5 separate regions of the Mus musculus genome follow, and all the other regions are linked to region 2. The links are chromatin contacts, called in public promoter capture Hi-C maps. All regions are on one chromosome and are shown on one strand. Each heading gives the region's core, a stretch centred on a gene start, on an enhancer-like site or on the middle of the called end of the contact. The rest is flanking DNA. Distances are from core to core; before and after follow the strand shown. Region 1 holds the start of Ncl (nucleolin). Region 2 holds the start of Dgkd (diacylglycerol kinase, delta). Region 3 holds the start of Nmur1 (neuromedin U receptor 1). Region 4 holds the start of Pde6d (phosphodiesterase 6D, cGMP-specific, rod, delta). Region 5 holds the start of Psmd1 (proteasome (prosome, macropain) 26S subunit, non-ATPase, 1).

Region 1 (2,700 bases), core at 41-2,540, 1.5 Mb before region 2:
TCTTCCACCTCCTTTGGAGGAGGAGCCATTTTCTTGGCCTCACCGTGGGTTTTGCCAGCCTACAAACGCACACAAAAATTGCACGCATTTTCAGTCACTTTGCCTTTGGCCACCACCTTTTTCTTACTAAAGGACACAAGCATAAAGACTTCTTCTTGGCCAGGCATGGCATTCTCCTGGCAGTTTTTTCTGCGAACCGCGCATAATTTTTTTTTCCTTCTCACAGATAACTGAGCAGACAGAACTCTACACCAAGAAACAGCCACAGGTTATAAAGTCTCCTAGTCGTGGCCATCTATTTTCTGGCATCTTCCACAAAAAAAAAAAAAAAAAAAAAAAAAAAACCCAGTTAAAGGGATCCCTTTAAGTTATTTGCTGGGGAAGGGGGTATCTCGAAATCACCTCTTAAAGCAGCACCACGTAACCCAACTGCTTCCCACTTTCTCTCGCTTCCAGCCCCACCACGTGGAGTCACCACGCCGCCACCTCAGGGGTCCACCACGTGTCCATCCCGGTCACCGGCAGAGACAGCAGATCGCCGGGCCACCCATCCATCCCCACGCTGCCGTCCCCCTTTCCGGGGTACTACAGACACTCCCCCACTGCCCCGGGTCGCGCGACACGTGCGGGGCTCCGCAGAGCACGTGGCGGGCCGCGCACCAGAGCACGTGCGCGGGGAGGCGGGGCCCCGGGACCGCTCGCCGCCTAAGGTTGGCCCTCTCTTCCCACGCCGTGCCCCTATCCGCTCTCAGCTCCTCCGATCTCTCCTCACACCGTCCCCTCCCGCCCGCTACATCCGAACCCTCGATATCGCCCTCCCGGAAACCTGCCTCCGCTCTTCTCATCCCCCTAAGTCAGAGGGCAAGCACCGCGAGACCTCCCGCTAGTCGCGCGAGACTTTCCCCCCCAGCATGGCGCCCTCGAACGCGCCCGGGATTGCGCGCAAGCCCTCCTCCCCTCCGCGACGGACGGGCGGGCGCGCGCGCGTCCCTCCGAAAGCAGGGGCCTAGTCGTCCGCGTCGGCGCGCCAAGGCCTCTTACCTTTGCGAGCTTCACCATGGTGGCGGATTACGGCGGCGGCGCGTGTGGAGAGCGAGCAGCTCGGAAGAGCTCAGCGGAAGCCACACGAAAGCGACTGCAGTAGCGGGTACCGACGACTCTGGAGCACGTACAACCGCCTGCCAGCTACAGCTAGCGTCTGAGGCAAAAGACTGAGCCTGCCCAGTAATCGCCTCTGGAAAGGCGACGAAGGGGGTCCTCGTGACTTCGGCTCCACCAACCAGAGCTCGCGTCCGTCCCCGGAGCCAACCGCGAGCCTTAACGCGGGGCAGCGTGAGGCGGGCCTAAGGCTTGACGAGGGCGGGGCTCTTAGGGGCGGGGCCTGACGTCTGCTCCTGAGGGCGGGACTCGTTTGGGCCCAGGCGGACGTTGACTGGTCAGTGTGCGGGTCCTTTGAATGCTCCTGAGCGCCGGGCTCTCCCCACGCCTGCGCAGTGGGACGGGCGAGTTTGGCGCGGCTTGTGTGTGAGGCGCGGGTAGGTGGCGGCGTGGCCCGGATTCCCTCAGGTGTTCCGAGGCAGCATGGGCGGCGATGCTCAGGTGGTCTGGGCGTTTCTCGGTGCTTTCCCCCGCGCCGCGTGGTCCTGCTGAAGAACGCCGGAAGGCCTAGGGTTCCCTCGGGCTGATGAGCGGGCCTCGGCCTGTTCTCCGCGGAGTCGCGAACGGCTTCTTGGCTATGATGCGAGTCCCCGCTTTCCTGAGAGCTCCTAATAAAAGCAGTTGTGCGTGTGTGTGTGTACGAGCAGTGCACAAGCGATCCATGTAATGTCGGTGACCTCTCGCGGTAGGTATAACTCCAGGTTCAGAGAGGTGACTTCCTGGTGTGGTGGGGAGAAGTACTCGGCCCGCCTGTGACCACGCTCACAGGTTCCCTCCATGGCGGGGGGAACGAGAGAGTTGTCTGGCGTTGCTTTAAATGGATTGCAACCAACTGGTTCCAAGCATAGCACACAGGCGCCCTTCATCAGCTAACAACATCCACTAGAAATGACCTGTGGAGTTTTCGTCCGGAGTTGAGATAGGACTTTATTCTTTACTGTCCTAGAGCACACATGTAGACCATGTTAGCCTCGACCTGTATCGGCACGCCTGGCCCGACCTAGGAGATGTTATTTTATGAGACAGGTTTTCTCTGTGTATTCCTGGCTGCCCTGGGACTCACGCTGTAGTCCAGGCTGGCCTTGAACTCAGAGATCCCCCTGCCTCCCTAGTGCTGTGATTAAAGTCATATGCCATCATACCTGACTTCAACCTCGGGAGATTTTAATGCGAGTGGGATGTGTTGAGTCCCCAAGTTTTTTTATCTGAACTCGGGCCTTTGGAGATAAGTAGAAATAGTCACTGTGTGATGCTTACTTACTACGGCCTTCCCAACGCGGTGGAGGGCAGCCACAGCTACACACCAGTGCGCTCTTGTCAGGGCAGGAGATGGCGAACCCGAGTTGTGGTGTGGGGGCATTGTCTTTATAGCGAGACCGGTCACACCTTGTACTGTATATTATGGAACCAAGGGAGACTCTTGGGTAGAGAGGTAGGAAGGGTGGTGTGAGGAAGACTCTAGATATTTCCAAGCAGAGCAAGCTAAAGGCATTCGGGAGGAGACAAGAAGATGAGCTGTGAGTGTGAAATGACTTGGGTGAC
Region 2 (2,700 bases), core at 121-2,620:
TTGGCTCCTGAGTGCTGGGATTAAAGGCGTGCACCACCACTGCCCAGCTTGGTTCTTTTTCTTTTTCTTTTTCTCTTTTCTTTTCTTAAATGTCATTCTTTAGCCTAGGCTGGTACTAGTTAATAGGAATTTAAATATAAGTACTTGTATGTAGCCAGTGGCTACAGCATAGGTGGAGTGTGTCCTGGTTCATCCAGGCATCTCAGATCTTTTTCACAAAAGTCATCCTCTGTACTGGTTGGGAGGTCAGTATCCTGGCCTCATCTTTGTGCCAGATTAGGAACCTCCTGTGGTTCCTGGTGGTATCTGACTTGTATTGCCACTAGAATGAGTTGTCCAGTTGTCCAGAGGCCCAAAGCTTGCTGATTGGTGGGTCTCCAGCAGCAGCCTCTGAAAGGGTGAAGGGATAGCCAAGGTGGTCCTCTGCTGACTTGCCTCTTAGAGCAGAGCAGAGCAGGAAGGTAGCACATTGTCCTGGTTGGCCCCAAGTCCTTTTCCATCTCAATATGCCCAAACAAAACAAAACAACAAAAAAACAAAACTCCAAACGGAAGCCACTCCTTTTCTAACTGCATAGGGTCCTCCTTTGGCTCAGAGTTCATTCTGCTATGTCTCTCTAGTACCCCATCCCTCCCTTCTGAATCTCAGTTCCCTTCTCTATCTCTCAGCCCCAGCCAGTAATTCAGAGTGCCTATTTGCCTTAATACTTCATAGATCCTCCGCTTTGTGACCCAGCCAGGCTCAGCTTATCTACCTCTTTACTCCCCCAACTCCAACCGGGTTTCTTGCTGCCCTCAGGTCTCAGCAGAAAAGGCCAATCCCGTATCTGGTCCTCAGAGCCTCGATCCCAAAGCTCTCCAGTTCCTGTCCTAGTCCCATTTTCCTCCCTCTAAGCCCCTCTAAATCCCTTCCTTCCTTTCTTTTTTCTTTTTGCCTCTGGGCCTTTGCACAGATCTAGCCTCTGCCTACAACACGGTTCCCCGGTTCTCCATCTTTCCTTAACAGTGGCCTTAACAGAAGTTCTCCCTCTGGGTGTACTTTCACGCACTCTGTAAACTGTTTCACCAACATAGTCCAGCGGCCTCCTAGAGATCACTTACACTCGGGTATGAGTGATAAAACAGTGTACTCAGAGACAAAAACTAGAAATTGTGTTCCAAGAAGAAAACGACAGAAGACATCAGAAGGAAAGAGATGGGTCAGGCCGAAACAACCCAGCAAGGGCCCGGCAAGCCTACGTCTGCGCCCACTGCCTATGGGGGCGCGGTGGGGTGGGGCGGCCGGCCTCTAGGCCCCGCCCCGCCCAGGCTCCGCCCCAGGCGCTGGGCCCATCCCATCCCCGCCCCGCCCCGCCCCCCCGCGGCGCGCGCGCTGGCCGGGCAGCATGGCGGCGGCGGCGGGCGCCCCTCCGCCGGGTCCTCCTCAGCCACCTCCGCCGCCGCCGCCTGAGGAGTCGTCCGACAGTGAACCCGAGGCTGAGCCGGGCTCCCCGCAGAAGCTTATCCGTAAGGTGTCCACGTCGGGCCAGATCCGGCAGAAGGTGAGCCCGCGGCGTCGGCCGGGCGCGCGCCCCTCACGCCGCGGTCCCTGCCGAGGCCCGTGACCGTGTGCGAGCGGCCGCCCAGGCCCTGCCGGGCCCGAGGTCCTGCGGTCGCTGCTACGGGGCCGAGCGCGCCGCGGCTTAACGGACCGCGGGGACCGGGCCGCGAGGACGGGGCCGCGGGGACCGGTCTGCGGGGACTGGGCGCAGGTGGGCGCCGCCGCTGAGGAGACCGAGGCCCGGCGTGCTGCTGGGGCCGCTGCGGGGACCGCTGCGGGGGCCGCAGGCGCGTGCTCCCCGAGGCCTGGGGGGTCTGTAGGTCTGAGCACCGGGTGCAGCTTCCCGTACTCACCTGCGTCAGGCTCTCCCTCCACTGCTCAGCCCGCTGCGGGGTCCTCACCCCTATGTTCCGAAAGGGAAGGGATGCGCGTGTAGTGGCCGCTTCTCCCTCTCTCCCTCCCTCTCTTCCTCCCTTTCACCCTCCTCCCTCCTTGGGAAAGCCGGGACTCCTCACCCGCTGGGCTCAGAACTCTCTCCGTGGAGAACTCCAGCCGCTCGGGTTGCAGTGCAGAGAGACACATGCCTTTTTGTTGTCTTTCCCTAAGAATAAAGTTGCACCCTTTGCTTTTCCTTTCTGGTTCCTCTTGAAAACTGCGTATGGTTTCTTGCCGAGGTGAGCCCTCCTTGTTGGAAGGGCTTCCTCAGGCAGGTGGCTGGACAGGTGGTGGCTAGCAGGTTGCCACCGTGGGGCAGCCTTGGCAGTTCCGGCTGGCACGGGCTTGCTCATCCTGCTGCAGTGCGCTTTTCCTCCGAGGCCAGTTAGTTACCCTTTACTGGAAAAACCATTTCTTGCTTGATCATCTGCCACCCTCTGTTACTTGCCGGGGTTGGGGATTGGGGTGCCATTTAGGTGCTGACGTGGTCCATTTGTTATGTGGTACCCAAGTCATTCAGCACACGGGACCTAACACCTGTGTTATTCTAGCTATAACAATTACAGCCCCAGGAACAAGTTTAAGGAGCCTTGATACTAATGGAAATGCCCTTTCCTAGTGCTTGGTCCTTAAGATAGGTAGTGGTGTGAGGCAGATCAGACTCTCTGACTGAGGGGAATGGTGAGTGAAGGCCAGGATCGCGGTGGGGACGGTGGACTCCTCCGA
Region 3 (2,700 bases), core at 30-2,529, 1.5 Mb before region 2:
TGAATCTCTGGTCTACACAGCAAGTTCTAGAACAGCCAGAGCTACACAAAGAAACTCCTTCTCTCTTTTTTTCCCTCTTCCCTTTTCTGTCTTTCTCTGGCCTCGCTCCCTCCACCCCAAGCCCCACTTGCTCTGGTCCCTGCTAAGTCTGGCCCATAGGTTTTTTTTGTTTTATTATTATTATTATTATTATTATTATTATTATTATTATTATTATTATTAGTTTCTCATTACGGATGGTTGTGAGTCACCATGTGGTTGCTGGGATTTGAACTCATGACCTCCAGGAGAGTGGTCAGTGCTCTTACCTGCTGAGCCATCTCACCAGCCCTGAAACCCTTTCTCAAAACAATAACAACAACAAGCAAGCAAGCAAGCAAACAATACCCTGGAAGCTCAATTCCTTCCCCAGACTGGAGGAAGCTCAGCTTTCTCCTCAACAATGACTTACACAGCATCTTGGTCACCTGTCTCCGTCCCCTATCTTGCAGCTGAATCCTTCTGTGGGAGGTCTCCTGGGTTGCTGCGGTTTTCCTGCCCTTGACCTCCACTTGGAGCAACATCCTCTCCCTCCGCAGCCGCAGCCCAATGAGCAGATACAGCACACTGATGGTGACCATGGGCAGACAGAAGAAGAGCAGTGCGGTAGTCAGTACCACCAACTTGTAGAAGTCCATGGGACCCACCAGCGAACATATAGCTGAGTCGGGCACCGGCCCCCGGCAGGGCACAGTTAGTTGACTGAGGCCATGCAGGCTGGTGTTGGGCAGAGAGAAGAGAGTAGCGAGGACCCAGATGGCCCCCACCATGCGGCGCACATGGGCCCGTGTCATCACAGACTTGGCTTGGAGTGGGCGCACCACGGCCACATAACGCTCCACACTCAGGGCTGTGACATTGAGCACTGAAGCTAGGCAGACGGTCTCTAAGAGCAGTATTCGGAAGTAGCAGGCACTCGCACCCAGCTGGAACGGGTAATTTTGCTGCATCTCATAAAGCTCCAGAGGCAAGCCCACCAGGAGCACCAGCATATCGGACACAGCGAGGCTGAAGAGGTAGAAGTTGGTGGGCGTGCGCATAGTCTTGTTGCGCAGGATGACGGTGCAGGTCAGCCCGTTGCCCAGAGTGCCCACCACGAAGATCAGCAGGTACGTGACACAGATGGGGACAAACTGTTTCATCTGCTGTGGCCCCAAATACTTCAGCCTCAGGGCCTCATCGGTAAGGTTCAGATCCTCAGGTTGATAGGGCCACTTGAACTCACTGATATTGCAGACCAGGGGGCTCCTTGAAGCATTTGGGGAGAGCGCTCCAGGAAAGATGGAACAATTGAGGCAGGGAGGAGTCTGTAGGATAGAAGGGGGAGATACCCAGAAGTCATTTAGGTAATCCCAGCTCTGTCCTAAGTTATCACACTGTAGAGGACTGATTAGTCACATGCCACTGGGAAAGAAAGCATCTGCCACCCACTAAAGTGCATTTCAACTACAGAGTATCCGGAGTGCAAACCTTGAAAATAATAAAATTGGCCGGGCAGTGGTAGTGCGCAGCTTTAATCCCAACGCGAAGGAAGCTGAGGCAGGCAGGTCTCATGTGAGTTTGAGGCTAGCCTGGGCTACAGAGCAAGTTCCAGGACAGTTAGAACTACAGAGAGAGACACTGTCTAAAAAACAAACAAAAACAAACAACAAAAAACCAATCAACAACAACAACAACAAAGAGTTATCCTCTATCCTCTACACACATACATGCAAACAGTATATATGCACAAGTACACACACACACACAAATGAAATACTTTTTAAATGATAAGATTGGCCCTTTACAATCTACTGGAATCTTTGAAGAAATGCCAGGTTTTTCCAAGAACGCTTGGCTATCTCCTTTGGCTGTCTCCCTTTTAAGACAGACTTCAGGAGAGCCACTTGATGTGGACCTCAGAAAAGTGGGTGCAACTGCAGTATTGCTTGGTCTTTAAAGAGCCGGGGCTCCTAAAGCAACTGCCAGGGCAGACCTGACCTCCCCAACTCCAGGTGCAAGATCCCGGTATTTAATCCACAAAAAGCATCGACACATGGCAGACCTGACATACAGAACGCTGTGTGTGACCTTGGTGTGAAGAGAAAGCCACCGTAGGGGTTAAGTGAAGGAGTGAAAAAGCTAAAAAACTGTACTTTGACCCAAATTTGATTCTGTTTTCTGTCACCTGAATCACTCCCAGTCTAAATATTTTATATTCTTTGCACCTACTAGACCTGGAGTTCTCACTCTCGGAACTCTCACGGAGAGGAGCTGGGGATGGGCAGGTGACAGCCCAGGTTCAAGAGAGCAGCGCTGAGACGACAGTCATCAGAAAAATGACAGAAATAAACTGACTAACTGAGAGGTCTCTCCCACAACCCCCAAATGTCTCACAGAGTTTTTCCACCCATCTCACTCTGAGAGCCGCTCCTGTCAGGGCCCGTATCCCGCTCACCTACCATGCCTTCTGCCCAGGAGGTCCTGTGCGCCCTGGCTCCCACTGACAGATAGATGCTGAGCTGAAGGCGACCTGACAGAGGCTGCCCTCCCCGCCTTCCTGGTTGCTTCGCCTGTTGTTCACAAAATCGCCACTAGAGGGCAACGCTGACCCCGGAGCTTGGAGTACTTAGGACCACTCCCAAAGGACTCTACCTGCATCCAAACCATACTAGCTAGCTG
Region 4 (2,700 bases), core at 8-2,507, 1.3 Mb before region 2:
CAATCAAGTAATTGTGAACAGCTTCACCATAATAAAGCGTTAACCTCAGCAATGCCAAAGATAATTTTGCCGGGAGTCGGTTCAAAACCAAAGTACCTCATGCATCTCACACACCTCCTATTTCTCATCTCGCTGGAAAGAGAACTTGAGATGTTAATGCTCCAAAGGCCAACAAAGTGTTAAGATGGGGTCCGTCTTTAATTTCTCTTTCCCCACCTCTCCACTACTCCAGCCCTATAAGAAGCCACAAGTGAGGAAGAAAAGTTGTGAAAACAAGACGGATGTGTGTGTGGTGGGGTGGGATGGGGTACATTATCCCCCACATACAAGGTCACTTGCTTGGAGTCACTTTCTCCTGCTCCCACCCTGGGCTTCCCGCCAAAGTCGCTCCTAGGCAGGCTAGGAGGCCAGCTTGCTGCACTCCCTCAGCCTCTGCGTGGGGACTGCAGCCCCCTTCTGGCCTCCCGGCCTTCAGGACCCTAATTTCAAATGGGAACTCTTCTCGCAGTAGCCAGGTCCCGGGGCTCCTCCACCTCCATCCTCCCCCCCGCCCCCCCCCCCCCCCAGGCTCCATCAACGTCCCCTTTCTCCCTCAGGGTGCCCCTGTGCCTGCCTCCCGTTCGCGGTCCCTCCCGGGGGCCCGGCACACAGTTCCTTTCCTGCCCCTTCTCGTAGCCCTTCTTCCCCGGTGCCCACCTGACGCCCCTGCCAAAGCCTGGCTCCTTAGAGCCACGGCCTCCTCCCAGCCCCGCCCCTGCTCCCGGGCGGATACAGTTTGAAGCCTCTCAGGATATCCCTGGCCCGCTCGTCCTTGGCTGACATGATGCGGCGCCTGCCGCCCGCGGCCCTCCCACGCTGGCTCCGCGGGGCCTCGCAGACGGTACCCAGGAACCGAGGACAGCCGCAGCCCGGCCGGACACCTCAGGTGAACAGCGGTGGCGGCCAGACCCGAACCGGCCTCTCCCTCCCCTCAGCTCCCGCTCCTGATCCCTTCTCCTTCCCTCTAGTCGTGGAGCTCCCGCCTTGAAACCAATGACAAGCCAGCCTTGGCGATTGGCATCTTGAGTAGCCAATAGCAACGCTCAGCGGCTTCGCTCGGGGACGGAGAGCGTCAGTGGGAAAGGCCCTCTTGGAGAGTCCCGGAGGACAGAATTTTCTTTCGTGTTGTTGCCTAGAGTTTGTCCCAGAGGAGCGATGGCTTGAAATCTTCAGAGGCGTTTGAGATGCCTGCTCTTGTTGCCGGGCACACTAGTGGTCTGAGACTATGGCAGGCTGCACTGTACAAGGTGGCAGAAACTACATTTCCCAGCATCCCAGAGAGCACAGGCGATCCCAGCGCACCATTAGAGGCCAGGGACTACAAGTCCCAGCATACTATGCGCTCCATCTTTTTAACTTGGGTTCCAGTGTGCCGAGCAGTGTGCACATATTTGAAATCCTCCTATGGGGTTGGTTTCTGAATCCTGTTACTTGAAACCCAGCAGGAAGGTCTTCTTTTACCCCGGAGACGTGACAACCCACCGACAGTTAACTTCTGTTTACATGGAACTCAGGAGTCTGCAAACCATGGTAAGACTGCAAACCACCAACAAAACCACATATTAAGCCACGAGAGATAACAGAACAAAATGACCTCCTCAAATAGTGTTAGTTTATTAGTCTGGAGTTCATTTTTACTTGTTTTGCAGGGTTTATGTTATATTTCTGCTTTGGACTGGGTGAGCTAAAGATTGTTTATACTCAATGTTAGTACAGGAAGACTTAAAAGATTTTGCCAATCCAATCTCTTTATCTTTTGTTTTTAAATATGAGGAAATAGAGACCCGGTGAGGCAGAGACTGGCCAGAGAGCACAGCAAATTGACACAGTTAAAATCTGGCTTTACATCTACTGACCTGTCATCTAGTATCTACACTACACTAGGGAGGTAATATTTTTAGAAGCATGGCAATGTGATTGTTTTTCTCCTTAATGAACAGTTTCTGAACTAGTGTTGAAACACCCAGAAAATAGGAAAGCATTTATTTCATGGATTTCCTGAAAGGAGCTGGTGTGACAGTCCTTTATCCTCAGACTAGATAGGTCTTGCTATTTTTATTTGCTTTTTTGACATTCAAGTTGACATTTAATGATTGTTTTTCCCCCAGAAAGTAGATAAAGTTGGTTTAACCCTCTGTTTCCTTGGAGACGCCTGTGTCCTTCCTCTGGCCTTCTTTCCTGTTCTTGTTCCCACTCCACCCATTTGATCACCCACCCATTTTGTTTGTTTTTCTTCCAAGTAACTCAACAAACCTTGTTTTGGTTTTTGGTTTTGGTTGGGTACTGAATTAAGTAAAAGATAGGCCACTGTTATTCAGAAGATACATAACTGATTAGGGAGATAAGGAGATTCAAGATGGAGTTGACAAGTGGCATAAAAGAAAAGATATCAGAATGCCACAGAGGATTACTTGTTGGCCTTTTAGTCAAGATCAAGTGGAGAATGCCTTAGAGGTTCTGGTGACGTGCCTTTAACAGCTGGCAAAACTTCATGGTGGAAATGACATTTGAACTTAAAGCAGTGGTTCTCAAACTGTGGGTCAAAAATCCCTTTGGCAAACCGCTATCTCCAAAAATGTTTACATTATGATCCATACAGTAGAAACATTACAGTTCTGAAGTAGCAATGAAAATTATTTTAGGGATGGGGGTCACCACAGC
Region 5 (2,700 bases), core at 65-2,564, 1.8 Mb before region 2:
GTCTATGTGCCCATGAGTATAGGTACCTGTGGAGGCCAAAAGAGAGCATCAAACCCCCTGGAGCTGGAGTTACAAGTAGTTGTGAGCTACTCGATGTGGGTGCTCAGAATTGTACTTGGGTTCTCTGGAAGCTTAACCACTAAAGGCAACTCTCCGAACTGCCACCAACCCAGCCTTTTTAAGACAGGGTCTCACAATTGACTCCTCCTTCACTAGAATTCACTATGGAGATGAGGCTGGCCTGGAACTCACAGAGATCTGCCTACCATTGCCTCCCAAGGGGTGTACCACCATGTTTGACACCTGGACAGTCTATTTTTGTGTATGTTCATATTTGGGGGGAGGGGGGCCTTCGCTGGATGAGGCTGTACGAAAGACACAGGCATGGAGGCAAGTTTGTGTCAAACATATACACATGTATATGTATATACACATATATACACATATACGCAAGTAGGCCGGAGGTTGACATTGGGTGTCTTCCTCAATTGCTCTCCCACTCTTCCTTCCCTACCCCCACACTCCTCAAGGTCTTACTTTGTAGCTCTGGCTGTCCTGGAACCCACTTGTAGGCCAGGCTGGCCTTAAATCCACAGAGATCTTCCTGCCTTTTCCTCTGCTTCTTGAGTGCTGTGATTAAGGTGTGAACCACAACACCCAGCCACTTTATTTTTTGGAAACAAGAGTCTCTTACTAGACCAGGAGCTCACCAACCGGCTACACAGGCCGGCCAGCAAGCCCCAGATATCCACCTGCCTTCACCTCCCCCAGCACTGGGTTTACACCGGCCACTGGGAATCCTAACTCAACTTCAGGTCTTCATGCTTTTATGGCAACCACTTAAGCGACCAAGTCGCCTTTCCAGCATTATCCCACCACCACCTTCCCCTACTTTGATAGCAGATCTTTTATAGCCCAGGCTGGCCTCGAATTCAAGATCCTTCTGCCTCAGTCGCTTTTCTAAGAAAATACTTCCCTGTAGTCTTGGGTTGGTGGGCATTATTGCAGTGAGACCTCCATAGCCTTAGGTGGCGCTGCGAGCAATGCTTATACCTCCCCTAACACTCATTCTCTTAGCAATGGCGGGTGATGAGTGGGCCTCTCTTTGCAAGGGTGTCTATTTTGAAGCCTGATTGCAACTAGAAATGAATGTCCGTTCGCAGCCGGCCAGATCTCTGACTTCACGGAGAGTTATAAAAAACAACGACATGTTTTTTTACCTTGTTGCATGATCTCGAGAGGCGGAAGCTGCATAAAAGACACAGCGTGGCGGTGAATTTGAGCCAAGCCTCAGGCGGAGATGCGGGCAGCCCTAGGGCGGGCGGGGTCCTCGGCTAGAAGCGAGCCGGCGGCCTGTGGAGGGGACTGACTGAGCAGCGCACCCGGGACCCTGGAGGTGCGGTAGAGCAAGCGGGCCCTGAGCTGACAGATCCAGGGCTTGGCCAGGACTGTGGACGAGTGGATCGGCGAGTGCAGGGCGCAGCCATGATCACTTCAGCCGGTGAGTGCTGCCGGGAGCAGGCGCCCCAGTGAGGAGCCGCCGCCGCGCCGGCGTTTAGCTGAGTCAGGGCGGGTGACTGGGCACCTCCGGGTCGAGCGCCGGCCTGCGAGGCCCCTCTGCCCGAGGCCCACCTCGGGGATCGAGGGCTGGGAAACTGGCCAGGTCACTGCAGGCCCCTGGGGTTCGTAGGAATAGGACCAGGTAGCCACCCGGCCGTCCCTCTCCAGCCACACCCCCGTTCCAGGACCAGACCGGGCTCCTAGGCGGTCGCTGGACCTTTATTCTCTGTCCGCTTCTTGGTCGAGTGACCCCCCAATCCTTCCCCGCAGGTGTTTCGGTTTGGGATGGGCCCCGGTGTCATCGTAAGCATCTTATAGCAGGTCCTGGCCTGGCAGCCTAACTGCTACACTAAGTGCTTCTGGCTTGTGCATGAGATATCTTCTCCTGGAAGTCCGAAATTAGGTTTGAGGTGGCTGGGTTTTTGGTGCTACCGTATTCACCTAAGAACCTCGTTCAGTGAAGGCAGCATTGACTGGAGAGCCACCTTACTGTGTGTGTTTAGATCCTCAGGACTGCAAAGCAGGTTTCGCACACTTGTATGGTAGATACTTGTAATGGCTTTTGAAATGGGAAGGTGTGGAGGGAGATGAACTTCTACATGGAGATTTTTCAAGCCCACTACAGACTTGAACTGCGTATAGCTGTTCCCAGTCTCGATGCTTTCTCAGCCCTGGCTGCTTGCGTACCCTTGCTTGGTTGTTATTCCTATTCTGTACTTGTTCTACAAGTATTTGATTTTGAACAAACGGGTTCTCAGTAGACAGTATGCTGTACGGTGGGGAGGGTCTCACTGTGTAGCTCTAGCTGTCCTCGAACTCACTGTGTAGACCAAGCTGACCTCAAACTCACAGAGATCTCCTGCCCCTGCTTCCTAAATACTAGGATTAAAAATGTGTAGTGTACTACTACACTCTGTGCTGGTTATTTTTAAACACGTGAAGAAGTGTTTGGACTTGAAGTTAGACTTTTGTCCTGATAGAGACAGATGATTGCAATGAATTTTAGTTCCCATCAAAAGAAGCATTTTCTTTTCTTTTTTCCAATTAGCTCTGGAGGAAAATACTAGATTTTTTGCCACTTGTAAGAATAGGCTTAGGCCCCGCCATTACCACTGGTCTTCAAAGTGGTGGCTTCACTGA

What was found. Capture Hi-C pulls out chosen DNA fragments and counts their contacts.
Region 1: a contact with region 2 is called in a promoter capture Hi-C map of adipose tissue, with 3 times the contacts expected there. The contact joins the promoter of Ncl here to the promoter of Dgkd in region 2. A contact is called at or near these places in 1 of 39 promoter capture datasets (pre-B cells), 1 of 484 Hi-C or Micro-C datasets (B cells), 1 of 115 datasets of contacts at active chromatin or transcription factors (large pre-B cells) and 2 of 9 other capture datasets (adipose tissue and liver).
Region 3: a promoter capture Hi-C map of adipose tissue shows a contact between it and region 2, with 4 times the contacts expected there. The contact joins the promoter of Nmur1 here to the promoter of Dgkd in region 2. A contact is called at or near these places in 1 of 39 promoter capture datasets (pre-B cells) and 1 of 9 other capture datasets (adipose tissue).
Region 4: a contact with region 2 is called in a promoter capture Hi-C map of adipose tissue, with 3 times the contacts expected there. The contact joins the promoter of Pde6d here to the promoter of Dgkd in region 2. A contact is called at or near these places in 2 of 39 promoter capture datasets (embryonic stem cells and hippocampal neurons), 2 of 115 datasets of contacts at active chromatin or transcription factors (embryonic forebrain and large pre-B cells) and 2 of 9 other capture datasets (adipose tissue and liver).
Region 5: a promoter capture Hi-C map of liver shows a contact between it and region 2, with 4 times the contacts expected there. The contact joins the promoter of Psmd1 here to the promoter of Dgkd in region 2. A contact is called at or near these places in 2 of 115 datasets of contacts at active chromatin or transcription factors (double positive thymocytes and microglia) and 2 of 9 other capture datasets (adipose tissue and liver).

The regions. Positions count from the first base shown.
Region 1 is chr1:86,358,165-86,360,864 of GRCm38.p6, forward strand. Ncl (nucleolin) reads right to left here and starts at 1,291. Exons shown (of 14, transcript NM_010880.3): 1 at 1,042-1,291; 2 at 1-59. The coding sequence starts at 1,059. It overlaps C130036L24Rik (RIKEN cDNA C130036L24 gene), which reads left to right and starts at 1,420. Exons shown (of 2, transcript NR_015507.3): 1 at 1,420-1,843.
Region 2 is chr1:87,851,917-87,854,616 of GRCm38.p6, forward strand. Dgkd (diacylglycerol kinase, delta) reads left to right here and starts at 1,371. Exons shown (of 30, transcript NM_177646.3): 1 at 1,371-1,540. The coding sequence starts at 1,385. It overlaps Gm19582 (predicted gene, 19582), which reads right to left and starts at 2,383. Exons shown (of 2, transcript NR_136921.1): 1 at 2,055-2,383; 2 at 1,431-1,942.
Region 3 is chr1:86,386,862-86,389,561 of GRCm38.p6, forward strand. Nmur1 (neuromedin U receptor 1) reads right to left here and starts at 1,280. Exons shown (of 2, transcript NM_010341.1): 1 at 452-1,280. The coding sequence starts at 1,280.
Region 4 is chr1:86,581,528-86,584,227 of GRCm38.p6, forward strand. It overlaps Pde6d (phosphodiesterase 6D, cGMP-specific, rod, delta), which reads right to left and starts at 1,258. Exons shown (of 5, transcript NM_008801.3): 1 at 773-1,258. The coding sequence starts at 822. It overlaps Cops7b (COP9 signalosome subunit 7B), which reads left to right and starts at 1,394. Exons shown (of 8, transcript NM_172974.3): 1 at 1,394-1,569.
Region 5 is chr1:86,063,305-86,066,004 of GRCm38.p6, forward strand. It overlaps Psmd1 (proteasome (prosome, macropain) 26S subunit, non-ATPase, 1), which reads left to right and starts at 1,315. Exons shown (of 25, transcript NM_027357.2): 1 at 1,315-1,501. The coding sequence starts at 1,486.